2 separate regions of the Mus musculus genome follow, and region 1 is linked to region 2. Evidence: chromatin contacts called from public ChIA-PET data. All regions are on one chromosome and are shown on one strand. Each heading gives the region's core, a stretch centred on a gene start, on an enhancer-like site or on the middle of the called end of the contact. The rest is flanking DNA. Distances are from core to core; before and after follow the strand shown. Region 1 has its middle 18 kb from the start of Gm39441. Region 2 overlaps Arsg (arylsulfatase G).

The links. ChIA-PET counts read pairs in DNA pulled down with a chosen protein or histone mark.
Region 1: a contact with region 2 is called in an RNA polymerase II ChIA-PET map of memory CD8 T cells, with 9 read pairs. The contact joins two enhancer-like sites. A contact is called at or near these places in 5 of 115 datasets of contacts at active chromatin or transcription factors (embryonic basal ganglia, embryonic stem cells, forebrain and 2 more) and 3 of 9 other capture datasets (adipose tissue, liver and macrophages).

What each region holds. Positions count from the first base shown.
Region 1 is chr11:109,314,499-109,318,543 of GRCm38.p6, forward strand. No RefSeq gene overlaps it. Among named protein-coding and RNA genes, the nearest start is that of Gm39441, 18 kb to the left of the region's middle. Within about 2 kb of position 2,628, at least 7 of the 459 cell types and tissues checked have an H3K27ac peak or open chromatin away from gene starts, as enhancers often do. A contact at or near this core is called in memory CD8 T cells, where this site is marked.
Region 2 is chr11:109,552,678-109,556,344 of GRCm38.p6, forward strand. All of the region lies in intron 11 of Arsg (arylsulfatase G), which reads left to right. Among named protein-coding and RNA genes, the nearest start is that of Gm39442, 24 kb to the right of the region's middle. Within about 2 kb of position 1,889, at least 63 of the 459 cell types and tissues checked have an H3K27ac peak or open chromatin away from gene starts, as enhancers often do. A contact at or near this core is called in memory CD8 T cells, where this site is marked.

The DNA.
Region 1 (4,045 bases), core at 1,378-3,877, 240 kb before region 2:
AATGAGAAGGCATGAACATGGGGTCGAGGAGTCACTGGGAGCTGTCATGGAGGTTGATTATGTTAAGATGGTAAGTCAATTTGTAAATTTTTCAACATGAATCTTAAAGATTGTATACGTGATACAATGTGTTTTGATCATGTTCATCCCTCACTATTCACGTTTATACCAGCCAGGCCTAGCCCCCTCTTAACTTAATCTCCTTCCCCCCTCCCCCTTTTCTTCTTTCTTCTTCTTCTTCTTCTTCTTCTTCTTCTTCTTCTTCTTCTTCTTCTTCTTCTTCTTCTTCTTCTTCTTCTTCCTCCTCCTCCTCCTCCTCCTCCTCCTCCTCCTTCTCCTCCTCCTCCTTCTTCTCCTCCCTCTTCTCCCTCTTCTCTTCTTCTCCTCCTCTTCCTCCTCCTCTTCATCTTCCTCCTCTTCCTCTTCTTCTCCTCCTCCTCCTCCCTCTTCTCCCTCTTCTTCTCCCTCTTCTTCTCCCTCTTCTTCCTCTTCTCCCTCTTTTCCCTCCTCCTCCTCCTCCTCTTCTTCCCCTTCAATTCACAGACTTCAGTTAGTGTTCCCCATATACACATGTGTATATGGTGTAGGGCTATCGATACATGTCAATTCTGTTGCCAAGCAGACTACTCATGGCACAATCGGTCAACTGCATTTCACTGTGTGTCTTAGTCAGGGTTTCTATTGCTGCACAAAACATCTGACCAAGAAGCAAGTTGGGGAGGAGAGGGTTTATTCAGCTTACACTTCCACATTGCTGCTCATTGCCAAAGGAAGTTAAGACTGGAACTCACACAGGGTAGGAACCTAGAGGTAGGAGCTGATGCAGAAGCCATGGAGGGATGCTGCTTACCAGATTGCTTCCCCTGGCTTGCTCAGCTTGCTTTCTTATAGAACCCAGGACTACCAGCCCAGGGATGGCACCACCCATGGTGGGCCCTCCCATCCTTGATCACTAATTGAGACAATGCCTTACAGCTGGATCTCATGGAGACATTTCCTCAAGGGGGGCTCCTTTCTCTGTTGACACACAAAACCAGCCAGTACAGTGGGAGAACTATACTTTCTGGCAAGAAGCCATGTCTGGGTCAGCAGGACAGCTCGGTGGATAAAGGCACTTGCCATTAAGCCTGGCATGCTGAGTTCAATCCCAGGAACCAATGTAATAGAACAGATTCTTACATGTTGTCCTATGATCACATGAATGCTTGGGCATATGTGTGTGCATGTGCATATATCTATGCATGCATACAAATAAGTATCATCCCCCCCAAAGCCAAAGACTTTGGCCATCTTGATAGGTGTAAGGATATAATCTGTGGAAGTTGTGCCCATATGGTGGTTACCAAAACAATATGGGTGGCTGGCCACTGTGACACAATGCCTTTAATTCCAGCACTTAGGTGGCAAAGGCAGACAGACCTCTGTAAGTTTAAGGCCAGACAGTGAGACCCTGCCTCCAAAAAAAGAAGAAATTGATAGGCTGGGGAATGAGACATTTAAGCCAGGCTGGCTTCCAAATATGCCTGATATGGATCTCATTGTATCAGAGTCAGCACCTGGAGGGAAGATGTCTTGATAGACAGACAGCTGCCACAAGGGCTCAAGGAGATGCCCAAATCTGCACTGATGTCAGGTTCCTTTTCTAACATCCTTCCAGGGCAACTTTCAGTGGCAACTGTGGCTTCTGGAGGTGATTCCTAGTCTGTGTAAATGGGAGCCTGTCCTCTGCTGAGCAGCAGAACCCAGTGTCCTGCTAACTGAGGAGTGACAAGGGTGGATAGAACAGACCCACCCTTTGTGACAAAGTGAGTCATAAATAAATGTACTGGAAAGTGTGAGAATTTGATGTGAGAAATCTGCGTGAGGTGTGTGGTACGTGCAGTGGAGAGTCCCAAGACAAGCCAGCTCCGTGACTTTTATGGAGGATTCAGCATAGAGTCATTCATGTGGCTATGATGTCACTGTGGAAGGGCACAAAGCAAACTCAACAGTGAGGAAAGGCACACAGGACCATCTAGAAGCCATGTTGAATACAAGCTTCCAAGAGTCTTTGCTCAGTGGAATCAGGCAGGATACAACTCAACCCCTGGCCGATGGGTCACATAATTGTGAAATGTCTATATGAAAGGTTTTCAGTATCTTGGGCCTCAGTTTCACTGGGAGATAACCATAAAGGCACAGTGCGCATGCCATAAACCAAGACTGCAGACTCCCACAAGGAATGCAAATGTTCAGCATTACACTAAAGGTCTACACAACAGTGTAATGCTTACTGGAAGCTCAAGGAACCCCCTAAAATCAAAGTGCAACCTACCTCCCCATGCACAGCAGGGATGGTTTGGCTCTGAATGGAAGCAACTCAACAACAGCTGAAGAAAAATGATGCTTGGGACTAGTCTGAAATACAAGAGCTAGCTGAATGTGGTAGCACACACTGATAATCCCAGCAGCAGGCAAGCTCATGAGGAAGAAACAGGAAGGTTGGAAGGACCTGCTACATAGTAATCTAAAGACCTCCCTGGCCTGAGATCCTGTCATTAAGAAAGGGGACAGGAAGGGAAGGGTAGGAAGCAAGTAGCGACGGAAAGATGACACAGAGCCTTCCAGCAGAGGGAGCCTCAACAGCAAAGTTGGAGATGCAGAGGCAACTGTGCAAAAGCTGGGTGGTTTGGAGTGTCTGGAGGTGGATATAGAGGAGACAAAGTGAAAGCCCAATTTGATGACATTTTACTACCTATCGCTTGTCATTTAGTCTTTTACTTTTTCTTGCTTATACTTAATAAACTCACTCATTCCGGGACTGAAAATATGGCATCTGTAGATCCTTTTCCAGACTGTGCATAACAATACACCAAAAGTATTTTCCCTTCAGCTATTTTGTCATCCGCTTGCCTAATCAAGTTGGTCCATAGCATTAGTTATCATTACAGTACCTCTCAGTGTAAGGGATGGCCTGCTGCATCACTAAGCAAAGACCAATTCATTGTGATCGGGTTAGGTTCTGCCCCCAGGCCTCAGGAGCCACACTCAGGAGTTCCTGTGGCCTCAGCATTGCCATCTCCATGAGTGACAGAGACTAAGAGAAACACAGTCACCCTAAGGAAGGTGACGATTAGTGTCCTTCCAGAAAACAGGTGCAGTCTCCTGGGTCCACCATGAGCCCGGGACGGACTAGAGTCTGAAGCTGCTAAGCGTCAGAGAAAGCCAACCACGGAGTCAAGGCCAACACCTTCATTCCTTCCTGTCACCTCAGTGGTGGGGGCAAGTGGGAGAAAACCACAGACTGAAGATGGTGGTCAGACTTGAGTACTTCAGCTTGAAAATCAGAAGCAACAACTGGCAATCTGAGGTGAGAACTATTCACATTTCTGGGTAAGGAAAAAAAAAAGTGAGGCAGGAAGTCCTCGGATGGCAGCCATCAAGCAAAATACAAGCATCATTGACGAGAAAAGATCCAGACACAACAGATTAAACACAGGGTCTGCTGTTCATTGATGTGTGACATTGGTGATGCCACTAACCTGCTCCAAGTCTTGGGCTCTTCATCAGTAAAATAAGAGGTGTGGTTGAGCATGCTCCAAGGTCCTATCCAGCTTCTGTTCCTGCAGAGAGAATGGGAACTACCAAGTTGCAGAGCATCAGCAGCAACGGCATGCTTAAAAATGATGACAGAAGTCATTGTTTTTAATAGCTGAATAGTACTCCATTGTGTAAATGTACCACATTTTCTGTATCCATTCCTCTGTTGAAGGACATCTTGGTTCTTTCCATCTTCTGCCTATCATAAATAAGGGTGCTATGAACATAGTGGAACAAGTGTCCTTGTTATATGTTGGAGCATCTTTGGGTATATGCCCAGAAGTGGTATTGCTGAATCCTCAGGTAGTACTATGTTCAATTTTCTGAGGAACCGCCAAACTGATATCCAGAGTGGTTGTACCAGCTTGCAATCCCACCAACAATTGGGGAGGGGTGTTCCTCTTTCTCCACATCCTTGCCAGCATCTGCTGTCACAAATGGCTGGAACTAGAAAATATCACCCTGA
Region 2 (3,667 bases), core at 639-3,138:
ATGGTACAGGAGAAGCTGAGAGTTCTTCTACCTTTTCATCTGAAGGCCTCTAGGAAAAAGTAGGTTTTCACATGGTTAGGAGGAGGGTCTTATTGCCCACACCCACAGTGACACACTTCCTCCAACAAGGCCACCCCTCCTCGAGCAAGGTCATACCTCCTAATAGTGCCATTCCCTGGGCCAAGCATATTCAAACCACTACATCCTCTTCTCTCTACCCATCCTTGGGTCAGATTTCCCCCTAGTACAACCGTGCTCAGCTTCTATGGAAACCCTCCCTCCTGTCCTCTCCCTGACACTCACCCAACATTGGAGCCCAGGGCTGTTCTACCAGAAGGAAGCCCCCATGTGACCCTTCATTCCTTGCTCACATAGCCTGGGGTACAGCAGGCAGAGCCTTTAGTACCCTCCTCACAGCCACCCAGTCAATTCCCTTTGATACCTTGTTTGGATGAGAGCACTAACCTAACCGGTTGGATGGGTCCCCACCCCCTGGGAGGATCTGAAACAAAACAGTTGCTTGAATTTAGAACTCCAAAGCAGCCTGGACAGCATAGCAAGATCTTATTTTAAAAACAAACAAAAAAAAGGTTTCAGAAACGTACACATCTCCTATGAACAAATGTCAGAGAACCACGAAAAAGACAATAGTTTTGTAAGGATGGAACGATGCGGAAGAGCGACTCCAGCTTACTCAGGGGTCACGTTGCCCACTCCCAGGCTAGCCTTTTGTGTCACCATGCAGAGGCCTCTCTATCTCAGCTATCTCCTTTCGTGAGTGGGCCCTGCCTTCCTTTCCACTATCAGAGGGCTTGTGAAGTAGTGTTTGTGGGACAGAAACCCACTTATACATCAGACCCATAAAGGACAATGCCAGAGCCTGTAAGATATTTACGTGAGGGGAGCAGGGATGTAGCTCAGTTGGTAGAGTGTTTGCCCAGCACACACAAAATCTAGGGTTCGATCCCCCAGCACTGCCTATACAGGGTTTGGTGGTGCAGTAATCTCAACACTAGAACCTAGCCTTGGATACGTGACAGTCTTGTCTCAAAACAAGATAAAGAAAATACTTGGGGCTAGGGAGGTTTCTCAGTGGATAGAAATACTTACACAAGCACAGAACCTGAGTCTGAGTCCCCAGAATCCACATCGGAATAGCCCAATGTATGCCTGTGACCCCAGCACTCTGAGGGATCACACACACACACACACACACACACACACACACACACACACACACACACATACACACACACACCCCAAAGAAGAAAGGAAAAGTACTTTAAAGTGGGATAAAATAGCATCTTTATATATTTGTCTTCACATCAATAGTTGTAAAATGTAATTTCGTTTAGGCTTCATTATGCCTTTTGGGTGGCGAGGTGTGTGTGTGTGTGTGTGTGTGTGTGTGTGTTTGTGGTGGGGGGAGGCAGTATGTACATGCGAGTACAGCTACCCACAGAGGTTGAAGTTACAGGAAGTTCTGAGCTGCCTAATGTGGGGCCTGGAAATCAAACTTAGGGCCTCTGCAAGAGCTGAGCTGTCTCTCCAACTCCTCTTTTTTTTAAGAAAAAAAAAAAAAAAAGGACAGGAAACCCCATGAAAGCAAGGATAAAAAGCCAAGCATCCCAGTGAACGCATTGGAAGTGCAGGGTTGGTTTTGCAGGTTTGGGGTTTGGCTTTTTTGTTGTTGTTCTTTGCTTGTTTGCTTGTTCTATTTCTTCAAGGCTTCTGAGACTTCCAGGACCTGTTTCTTGGGTTAAGACTGAGGCCTGGAAAGCCATCAGCAGCCTCTGTAAGACAAATCTGCCCTCTATCAGCAGCCTCTGTAAAACAGATCTGCCCTCCAGGTTCACATGCAGGAAAGCCCAGGTCTGTGTGTTGCATGGAGCATTTCCTGGTCACAGGCTTAGCTCAGGGGCTGGGCTCCTGCCATTCTCCGACGAGTGACTGACAGCCCAGGCATGCCCAATGCTGGACTTGGCTCCCCTGAGCAGTGAGAGTCACCAAACCTGTTGAAGAAGTTTTCTTTGTGTGAGGCAGTTCTTCTTGAGTTCTGTGTAGATTAGAAACCTCTGAAGGGCATGCCACACTGACACACTGGGATTCCCTGGAGTGTTTAGATCTGGATTAGTGCTGTGGTAAGATGCCAAACCTCGTGATGCAGAGGAGGAAAAGGATGGAAAAAGGAAAGTATGTAATTCATTCTGAAAGTCAATACAGAGTCTCCCAGACTTGCTGATTTGACCCGTCTGTGACGCTGATGTCTCCGAAGACCACAAAAGAAAGCCTACAGTCTACTTCGTGTGTGTGTGTGTGTGTGTGTGTGTGTGTGTGAGAGAGAGAGAGAGAGAGAGAGAGAGAGAGAGAGAGAAAGAGAGAGAGAGAGACAGAGAGAGACAGAGAGAGACAGAGAGAGAGGGAGAAGAGATGGCTTATTGGTCAAGAGCCTTCTCTGAGCAATAAAGAAGACTGGGTTTTAGATCCCAGCACCCACGTAGCAAACTGGGCAGCCTGTGCTTCCCTGCAACCTCAGCTCAAGATGGGCAGGGTGAGACGGCATGAAAAAAATCAACGGGCCTTGCTGGCTTCGATCTAGCAGAGAAGATGCAAGCCCCAGGTTCAGGGAGAGACACTGCCTCAAAGGAATAACCAGTGACAGATAGAAGACATCCAATACCTTATTCCCGCTTCTGCATATGCATACAGGTGTGTTGGCATCTCCACATAGGTATGCACACCATACTCAGATGTGTAGACATCTCCACATAGGTGTGCACACCCCACACAGGTGTGTAGACATCTCCACATAGGTGTGCACACCATACTCAGGTGTGTAGGCACCTCCACATAGGTGTGCACACCCCACACAGGTGTGTAGGCACCCCACATAGGTGTGCACACCACACACAGGTGTGTAGACATCTCCACATAGGTGTGCACACCACACACAGGTGTGTAGACATCTCCACATAGGTGTGTACACCACACACAAGTGTGTAGGCACCTCCACATAGGTGTGCACACCCCGCACAGGTGTGTAGACATCTCCACATAGGTGTGCACACCACACATAGGTGTGTAGACATCTCTACATAGGTGTGCACACCCCACATAGGTGTGTAGGCACCTCTACATGGGTATGCACCCCCCCACAGGTGTGTAGGCACCCCACATAGGTGTGCACCCCCCGCACAGGTGTGTAGACATCTCCACATAGGTGTGCACACCACACAGGTGTGTAGACATCTCCACATAGGTGTGAACACCACACACAGGTGTGTAGACATCTCCACATAGGTGTGTACACCACACACATGTATTCATAACACACAAATTAAAAATCTCTATTGTGGTGCCTGTTTTTCTTTCTTATGGGTTTGATGCTGATGTCCCTCAGGGGTGCAACTCTGTGTGGTGTGTGTGTGTGTGTGTGTGAGAGAGAGAGGGGGGGAGGGAGAGAGAGGGAGGGAGGGAGGGAGGGAGAGAGAGAGAAAGAGACTGAGCTTGAACAGCCCTAAACCATCTCACCCCTTGCAGGCCACACTGTAGACCTGCCTGTTTCCTGGTTTGTGGCAGGGACCTTGGACTCTGGACAGGATTCCAGAGTGTTCTGTACTCTGTTGCACGCTGACTCCGCGTGCCTTGACTGCACACCAGTGTGGGA